2 separate regions of the Drosophila melanogaster genome follow, and region 2 is linked to region 1. Evidence: chromatin contacts called from public targeted proximity ligation data. All regions are on one chromosome and are shown on one strand. The core of a region is the stretch at or near the end of the contact, and the rest is flanking DNA. Distances in the headings are between cores, read along the strand shown. Region 1 has its middle 4.5 kb from the start of tRNA:Ile-TAT-1-2. Region 2 holds the start of lncRNA:CR43883 (long non-coding RNA:CR43883).

Region 1 (5,091 bases), core at 1,294-3,793:
TTCGCCGTGTTGTTTATTTATGAGGATGAGGCGTGATCAGCTCATACACTTGCAAAAAATCAGCAGATATTTCAGATAAAATACGCTTAGTGCTTATGAAAGTGTAATTTAAGCTTTAAGAGCAATATATTTCAGCAAGCAACATTTTTCCAAATGGCGTGTGTACAATAGATATCGTTTTTCCTCTCTGTATTTTATCCCGCCCCCTTTCGACCAACCTCTTGCCCATCCACAATACTGCGTGGGCCCAAAAAGAAGTGAGAATTAGGCCAATTAGTGGCTCTTCCTGGCTCTGGGATTGGGTGAGGATTGAGGAGTATGCGGTATCTGGCGTATCTGGCCAACGTCATCAGCTTGCGGCGTCTGTGTCGGCGTGTTTGTGTCTTTTAACACTAATTGCAGAGTGCGCTGCGTTGCATCTTGCATCTCAAGTGGCCACCATCGGATGGATATGCAACTCGCCACCTCTTCTCCATCTTTTGAGGTGTTTGGATGCGTGAAAGCTCGGGAAATCCGCTGGACACTTACAGCGATCGCACTGCCAAAAAGATTTGCTCAAATATTTACTCAACGCGAGCATTTGTCATGGGAATGGAAATTGCATTTCGGTTGCGATCGAAATATTTCAATTAACGCGATTAATTAAGGTTTATGGCTTGAATTACGCTCGAGTGCTTTTCGCCTTGAATTATTGGCCTGCATTAACATAATTACTTTGATTATTTATTTTCATTTTGTTGAGAGTGCGTTAAAAATAGACAAATAAATAACAAGTGAGAAGATACCACTTTTACACAACAAAGAGTTTAAGAGAAATAATAAAAAGTAATTAGGTACATTGTGTTTTGAAAAAGGACTTCGAATAAGCAACTATACTATCAAGAAATACGTCTTTAGAAATAGCCTGGGAAAATGACATATCGGAAGCTGTTTCCCAGCTGAGAATTTTCCATAATGTGCGAGTAATGAGGTAAGCCGCTCGCAATGTGCGGGTGAAACCAGGTGCACTTTCATCATTTGAACGTGCCCGCCCAGCCTTGTTGCTCACGAGGTGGCAAGAAATATGGCATAAGTCACGCCCAGAATCGCAGATGTGAGGTGAACGTGAACTGAGAGTGGACTGAAACAGAAACCCCGGGGATTCGAATCAAATCGAATCGCCAAATGCTGACGCACGCGCTTACGTCAATTTGTTGTCGCAACGCATAACTAGACATGTCAAAGTTGGTTAATTACATGCAACAATTGCTGGGAGAGGTGGCCGCAAAAGTTCAGCAAAGTGCACGCAATCGACAATTCAGCGAGCCCGGGCAAATCCGCATTCAAAGAGCCAAATTTTCAGAGCCAAAAACGGTAGGAAAACAACGGCAGCAACAGCAGCAGGCACACGAGCAACATGCAGCAGCGACCACAACAACCACTACAATATGCCATTGTTAATTGCATGACATAATCCCCGAGCTAATACGAAACCGAAAACTCAATCGAAAACGGCGAAAACAGCTACAACAATGGTGGCGAACTCAAAATCAAAGCAGACAAATTGCTGCAACTCCAAAATAAAACTCAGGAAAATCGTAAAGAAACAACATCGAAGTAACCATTAACTTACCGGTGTCTGTGCCTTTTAATTGCTTAACTATTGGCCGGCGGCAATTGTTAATAAACAATTAGAGAATTTGCATTGGCAGCTCTAAGGCGACACAGTCACAGATCCGTAGATACAGATACTATGCAGCCACGTCCACGGATACAGATACAGATACAGATTCCGATACCGATCTCGATCAGCTTCGGCGACATAAAGCTAATTTGAGTGACGGACCGACCAATCAACTGCTGACGATCGACGCTGGTGGCCAACTCAGAACGTCAGCTAAAATATATGTATGTATGTAGAAAACACTTTACTGAGGCGGTGGAATAGACGGCATTTCGACAACTTTGTCTTAATTCAGACACACGACGAGCTTCAATTACCATCGCGAATGAAACGGAATATGGGTATATATAGAGGTACGGTAAAGTCTGTGGATGAGAAAAGTGTACGAATTTCCTGTTTAGAACTTGGAACATTTTTGCCTGGTTATCTTGCATACAACGAATTCATATGGAAAGGTTATTCCTTGCTTCATTGAGTACAGTAAGCCACGAGATTAACATCGTCAGTCTTTCAAGCTCGAGCTTATCATCAAGCCGTTCTTGAAGTTCGTAATTAAATCTTGCCTCGCAAAACCCTCTGAATCATTCATCATATCAGGGTCGGATTGTCCATATGCTAAGTTTGCTGACAAATGCCGTATAAACAAATAAACGCGCTCGATTTCATTAGCACGCCAAAGCGACGGATGGATGGATGGATTGGACGAGCGGACGGACGGAATGGGCAGCTGGCTGGAAATGGGAACGGAACGGATACCGTCGAGGGATAAAAAAAAAAAATGAGAGGGGTGCGTGGGGGAAACAGTGGATAAAGTAAAGTCCGAGGCGCATTCCGCATCTGCTGCTCGCGAGCCAATTGGGAGGCATTTTTAGGGGCACACAGATCGCACTCGCCTGTTTGCACAGATGTTCATTATTCGAATTTAGCGTTACGTAAATTTGATGAAAACGTTTTGTGTGTGAATATTTCATTGAAGGCTAGTTGTACGTCATGGGGTGGGGGGATGGCCAGTAGGTGGCGCTTTGATAATACTAGAGATCGCAGATGTGACGTCGCACCAACACAGACACAAAGCTCAGCCTTTGATTGATGTTTTTCAGCCGCAGCTGCGGCAGTGCAGCCACTAAACAAAATGCCGATGAAATTTTTGTAGATTCTCTATTTAAATTATCCGATTGCACAAATTAGTGTGACCAACATAACAAGCACTGCATAACACATGCAACGTGTGACAAGACCTTTCCTTTTTTTTTCTGATTCACTGTTTTTTACTGGAAGTTACTGCAACACGTATTTTTTTCAGTGCATAAAACAGAAGTAGGTTGACCCCATCAACTGCACCTCCCTCCTCCGACGTCTATGACGATGATGATGTTGTTGACGTTGATGCGCCACAGCGTCCACTGAATGGCACCTCCCATCTGTAGCCCCGTTTCCACCTCATATAGATGGAGAACTGAGAAAAACGGCTATTAACTGCAGTTTGTCTACCCAACCCAGCATATGGAACTTCTGGTCGCAGTTCGCTTTGATCGTATATCTCTGCCAAATGTTTTCGTTGGCACCGACTTCACTGGGTCATCACCATGGGCGTTCGCTGTGCAATTAGTGAGCAAAATTTCCACGACATTTTTGGGTCAGCAAAGCGAATCGACGAGAATTGATTGGATACTTGAAAATCAATATCGATCAAATGATCAGCCCAACCAAACAAGTTTTTTCATTTATAATTTATGATAAAGTTAAAATAATGTAAACTCAAATAATCCTTGCAAGATATGTCGGTATAAGCCTTTACTTTCATTTAACTTTTGTAATCTGTTCATCTAGAAATTCAATCTTTACAAAACCTCTGATCCCTTACATGATTGTATCTCATCCATACCAAACTCAATTTGCCAAAGCCTCGTTCGATTCCTCCCCAAAAATCACCCTCTGACTTTTTCATGTCTCGGAAAATTGGCCATGTTATTAAGTTTTTGACCCAGCACAAAACGAAAGGAAAATCAACAGAAATGTGTACTAGTTATTCGCATAATATCGGACTGCAATTTGGCAGACACTCAAGAACGCATTGAAAATGTTTACGCTAATGGCGGCCACGTACAACACGTGTCGGGATCGAGCGGCTTTAACCCTTTCATCCATTACGGTGAACGGTCCCCAAGGATGGAAAAAAAGAAGAAAAACTGGGGGGTTAAAGGAAACATATCCGCGCAAATGAATGTATGTGCATAAAAATTTAATAACTTTTTGCGCTGTCGAACAGTAGCACGTACCGTGAGTCACTCAACACACCCACGAACCAATCATAACATGTGGCTGAGATCGAGTTGAAAGTGCTGCTCGAAGCTGCTGTTTATGCCACATGCCAAAAAGCGCAGCAAGTGCACCGAAAACAATTTCGGAAACCATGAATTCTGATAGACCTATATCACCTTTTGGATTAACTTTGTTTCAACATCAACATCAAGTAAGGGTTCCATATTTCAAAAAATACTTTCATAAATATGTTTTTATTATATATGATGTACTATGTGTATTTATATTACATTTTACTTTCCACATGTGTCAACATCCTAATATTTTTGCGAGTGCATCCTTGCCGCGGCACTTGAGACTTGGCAACTTGGCAACGACCGGCCATCTGTCATAATCGGTTCATCGTTGGCTGCATCCGAATGGTAACCCAATAAGACACACACCCCGCTCCTCTCTGGTCCTGTCCTCCGAGACTGACTGCAACTCAATTAGAAGAGCGAAGAGGTCTTGAATTACGCATACGCCTCGTGTCGCTGTTGTGGCAACACTTTTAGCTCTTTCACTCCTCGCATCTCAGACATATGCGACATATGGCAATCTTGTTGCCACGACACCCCGGACTAAATGGACAACCCCTAAAAGCTTTATCATCCACATTATCCATCCTCACCTCCCCAACTCGAGGCTCAACTGGAGTTATGAATTATTCAGATGCGCTAAGAACTCGCAGATTTCCCAACGGACTTTTCTGAGCGGCGAAACGTGTTCCGCCTGCAAAGGTGAGGGATTCGGGGATTGAGGGATCTAGATGTATGGAATCGAAGACTAAGGGGTTGCGGGGTTGAGGGATGATGCACAACATCATCTCTGATAAAGATAAAGTTGTCAGCTGTCAGCTGCGATGGGTTTATGGTCATCGGGGGCCACCAGCCTTGCTTGCCGGGAGCACGTGCCTTAATTGTTTTGTTTATCTATCTGAAAATTTGCATATTTCACATTAGTCGAGTTGTACTTTTTTTCGTTAAGTAGTTTAGCAAAACAAAAAAATTAAAAGCCAATTTCGCTGGCTTATTGTTGTTGTGCAAGTCTCGGCGGCGGCATTGCAATGTCATTGTCTGTCTGTCATGCAGTCAGTTAGTCATTGAGTCAGTCAATCATTTCTGGAA
Region 2 (5,091 bases), core at 1,427-3,926, 46 kb after region 1:
TGCTCTGCGATTGTGAAGGCGTTCAAGGGGTCAGGGGGAGTGGCAGCTGTTCTGACCTTGTTGAAACATCAAAACCATATTATTGGTATGCCGACTGTTTAGCTGCTTTTTGGCCGACTGGCGATCTTCAATTTCGTCTTCGCCAGCTTTTGGCCGTTCGGTTTGTGCTTTTGAAAAATTGCACAAGTTAAAAACCATTTCATTGCATTTACAGGGTTTCACTTGCCTCCATCGGCGGTTGCGGTCCGTTGCCACTCGATTTGTTGTTGCGTCTCGGCGGCAGCATTGTGTAATTTATATGAGCCGGGCCAAAACGAAGGCGTTCGGCTGCACTCAGAGAAATATGCCCCAAACATAAAGCACTACTACTCAGTAGTTGCATATTGTTTCTATATTTTATATAAATTCTCCCCCCTTTATAAAATTACAACAATTAGCCGGGAAGATCATTTTCACAATTTTCACTTCGACTTAAAGTATCCAAATTATGAATATCTCTTGCTTTGCGGCATCAACTTGGCTAATTACTCATTCGTAGCTCTGGGCAACGAAAGTGGACCTCGAGTGTCTGGATTTCTTTTCTGCGAGTGTGCCGCACTGGCCATTGCCGCGGACGACTACGTGACCTCCAATTTGGGATCAGTTTCATGTGCGTTAAAGTGCACATGCTGAACCCCCCCTGCCTGCGATTCGGTGTGGTCCGCCTTTGATGTAGACAGCCGTGCCGCCTTCTACAGTGGGACACCCGAGCCGAAAAAAAAAGAAACCAGGTCCAAGTCCAATCCATGCGAGCGGGGCCAAAACACTCGGGCACAGTGCCGCCCGAAAGTTTATTCATATGCTAATTTGGCTTAACGCTAACACACAGAATATGGACACTTGTCGCGCTTTCTGACTTGTGGCTTTTGCAGAGGGGCTCCGACAAATATCCAATTAAAATTGCTCAGCGCTGCGACAAATATTGACTTGCGGCTTTTCGGCTCTTTCATGTGGATGCCACTCCCTTCGGCTGGCGAAGAGGGGCAAGCTGGAGTGGGGAAACGGATGATTACTTTCATATGGAAATCGAGTGACAGGCGGTGCCTGATGGGTGCCTATAGTCTACATATTGGTACTTACTATATTTTTAAAGAATATTCCACTCGCATAACTTATACTGATTTGATATAGTTATTTTTGAGGTCTAATAGTCCCACTTCCTGCTGTCCATGTTAGCCAAGTTAATGACTCACAGCCTCGGCAATCTCGACTTTTCTCCCATGTTTCGTACACTTTTGGCCATAAAGAAAACAAAGTCGAAAATGTCTGTGCCCGCGTACAACTCTTTCAACCGCCGCTCGGAGGTCCGCTAATTAAGTGTGGAATGTTACAAATCCCCCCAAATCACTCGAGGTGGCCACAAATGGTCATTGAATGTTAGGGTCTTAATGAGCCACAAGCCCAAGCCAAGCAGTTACATTATATAAAAAGAGGGCAACAAAAGCTATCAACACACATGTGCGTGGACCATGGACCACGTTGCGGGTGCGTAGCTCCAAAAAAAAAATTGATTACAGTGAAGCATGGCCAAAGCGAACAGAAATGATATTTCAAGTATCGGTCAGGTGAGCCTCGATGGAAGTTAAGTAGTTAAATCTTGTGACCTTCTTATTCCTTGAAAAGTCCAACTTAGCGAAACTCGACTGTATTTTTGGGGGACTTGGACTCGGTCCAGCTGAGTGTGATTATCGTGGCCATTGTTGCCCTCCGGTTTAATGTGATCTCATGTTGATTGATTGAGCACACCTGTGTGAAAGACGAGCCAAGTTCGCTCGCTTTTGTTTCACTCCCATAATGCCCCCCCAAAAAAAACCGATCTTGATGAATTGGATTGGATTGAAGTGGACTGGAGTGAAGGAGAAAGCTTGGGGCTTCCAGCACGAAGCTTTCATCTGGGCCTTTGTGTTATGCAATTGTTAACATAGAAACCGAAAAACCAAAAAAAAAAAGGGGGCAGCAATAATTATTAGGGGCCAAAGCCAAACAAAAGCGTTGCGTTTTTGCTCCTCCGCGCTTCGCTGACTTTTTGACGGACAGTTGCCGCAGTTGTAGTTACTATCGCAACTGCCGGACATTGTGGAGCTGCATGGGTGGCTCCACAACACCCCCTTCCCCCGTCCCCGCCACTGAACCCGCAGTCGAAGCCTTTGTTGCTGCGCCCTGCAATTTGTATGAATTTCAAATTTCTTCAGCATTGAATATGAAAAAAAAAACCCAGTGAAAACAGCCGCTCGACCGACGCAGTCAAGCAGTTTGAATGAATAATTTCCGCAGTTGCTGGTCGTCTTCCGCTGAGCCCCGTCTACAAAGATTCTGCCAGCACTGAAAGAAAAAAACTTATATATTATATATATTCATAAAAAAGAAATCAACACATTAAACTGACTTTCTATCTATAAGGTTGCATGAAAGTGGGTTACTTTTTGGATCATATCTAAGCATAAACATAAGCATTTTTTCCTCCCCATTCCTAACCGACTTTTCTCCAAGTGCACAGCTGCGGCTGTTTATCATTGTTGCGTTCTCTGCGCCAAATGAAAATGAACACGTGCGTCCGGTTGCTGCGGCTCAGCTGCTGCTGATGAAAATAAATACAAGTATGTGGATACCGTGCCGCATTCAGTGGCACCCAGTGGCACCCAGTGCCACCAGTGGCAGAAGCTCCGCAGCCATTCAACAAATTTCACTTTATTGATGGGCACTGCACTTGAATTGCTGGGGCATCGCAATCGCGACGGCCACCTAAGCAAACACAGCCGATTTGCCACGCTTGGCCGCACAACGAGGCGTATGCGTGATTTGGCATTAGCATTAACATGGGCAACAGCTGTTCGATCCAAGCCAAAGATCACACAACTTGCTCCACCTGGATTTTAGTTCAGCCCCACTGCAGTTCGCCTTGTGTTCGCCGTTCAAGTCCGCAACTTAAATGCTAAGTGGGCAAAAATGCGTGGAGATGACATTCGCAGTGCACTGAAAAAAAAAGAGGAAGAGGAATGCTTAAGGAAAATGTGAAGAAATTCTCTAAATTAATTTTAACAACATATATTTGCATTGGCAACGAGGTGCAGCCAACTGTGCAGTTTCAGCTCTGCGGAGTTTCCTTCTGAAGCAAGAACATCACTTCAACAATGATTAAGCCTCGACTGCATGTATGTATGTATATCACACATAAAATGAGTGTACAGTGCTCATACATATGTACATATATCCAAAAGCCCCATGTTGATTGCTCAGCGGAGCTTATCTGGAGCGAAATGACCCCAAAAATGCGATGGCAAGCGGCAACAAGGAGTGAATTCGTCACGGATTCGACCCTGAATTTAATGGTTCACAGATTGCCATTTGTCGTGGTCAAATGATTTGCAAATTACATTTAATTCATTTTGGTAATTGAGTTGGGCTTAATTTTTATTTTCATAATGAAAACTAAGGAAATCATAAGTTCAAATAAAATAAAAGCGAACTGAAAAAAACACAGTTCCACGAAATATTTGTAATCACATGGGGCAACTCGAAAATAGAGCACTAACAATCAAAAATTGCACAATTCAGGAATTTTGGGAAAGGCAATTCCAAAACGGAAAACCAACTGGCCGCACATGCTGCTCAGCTGTTTGCAATTACTTTTTGGAAGTAGCGGCGACCACCGCGTCAGAGATACAAATCAAAGACATTGCCACAGTTGCGTAACAGTCGACACAACCCCATCCAGTCATGGGACCCAAGATCTTTGCCTCTGGAACTGAGAACGAGCGCCTCAGGTGGCAGGAAAGTGAGGATGGACTGCAAGAATGGGGCTGCCTTGCGCCGGAACTAAGCGACTTCCGCTCGAAGTCGAACAGCCGTTCACCTTCTGGTGATTTCATGTAGCTATGCACTGAGAAAAAACTCTGCACACAACTGGGGATTGTGAATTAAACATAAGATATCTGATTTCATGCAGTCATGCACTGAAAAAAGCCAAAGATCACAATTGAAACTAGAAGATCTTGAAATGTGTATATATATCTTATATCTTATGAATAGTATACTATATAGTAGTTGTTTTTCTCGGTGCCCAAGTGTGCGATCCTCATGCTCCAGATCGACAAACAACACGTGTGACTGATGGAGTGAACGAGTGAGTGAGTGACTGGCTGGGCAAGTGAGTGAATGAGTGAATGAATGAACGGATGGATGGACGGACGGACTAGCTGGTTGGGGGATTGGGTGAAGTGAGCAGCTAGTGTGGGGCAATGGCAATCAATGTAATGTTTATGCCGACGCTGGTGCCCGGGATCCCAAAGATCTGGGGACGGAAGACACAGAGACTCAGATTCAGGACCACAAATTGCTTTCAATTATGTTGCATGCGACTGTGCTCCCGTTTTTATGCCTCATTGTTGACGTGTCTCCGTTGGCAAGTTTTTACCCTCCTCCATTAACCAGGCAGCCAGTTCCATCGTTTCCATCGCTTCCATCGCTTCCATCTGGGCCATGTTTCGTGTTCTGTGCTGATGATCTCCGTGTGCCACTGATCAAGTTACCTTTAGTATATTTATCTTGCGACTGTGGCAACTGCACTCTCGACAGCACCATTATTGTCCCCATCATCGCAGTACGATGGCACTGGAAGTGCTCACAAGTAACCTAATTTTAAATTTTTATTTGGTATCGAAAGGGTTAAGGAATTTCATGTTAATTAGGCCAATATTTGTGGTTTTTTGTTGGAAATGTTACAAATATATCAATTTTGTGCTGCATAAATGATAATCAATCCCATCCACTGTGCCACACTTTTTGCTTTTATGACTTTGATTTTAAGCATCGGTTTCAGCATTAAAATGTTCCATTATAAGACCACCGCCCCGATGATCCTCGCCAGAACCGCAGCAAATTACTTGCGGAAGTGCGCCACGCCCACTAAAGTGCCCGTTTGACTCATCGTGAATGGAATGGAATGGGGATGTGGAGCTGGTGACCATGTGGGATTTTGCGATTGAGTTACTCGGCGCAGCGTCATCATCATTATCATTATCGTCCTCGCTGTGATCCGCTCTCGGGGATCGG

What was found.
Region 2: a contact with region 1 is called in a targeted proximity ligation map of the Kc167 cell line, with 3 times the contacts expected there. A contact is called at or near these places in 62 of 107 Hi-C or Micro-C datasets (the Clone 8 cell line, the D17-c3 cell line, the Kc167 cell line and 15 more) and 5 of 7 datasets of targeted methods (the Kc167 cell line and the S2 cell line).

Annotation. Positions count from the first base shown.
Region 1 is chr3L:772,273-777,363 of dm6, forward strand. No RefSeq gene overlaps it. Among named protein-coding and RNA genes, the nearest start is that of tRNA:Ile-TAT-1-2, 4.5 kb to the left of the region's middle.
Region 2 is chr3L:818,083-823,173 of dm6, forward strand. It overlaps lncRNA:CR43883 (long non-coding RNA:CR43883), which reads left to right and starts at 2,677. Exons shown (of 1, transcript NR_073908.2): 1 at 2,677-3,430.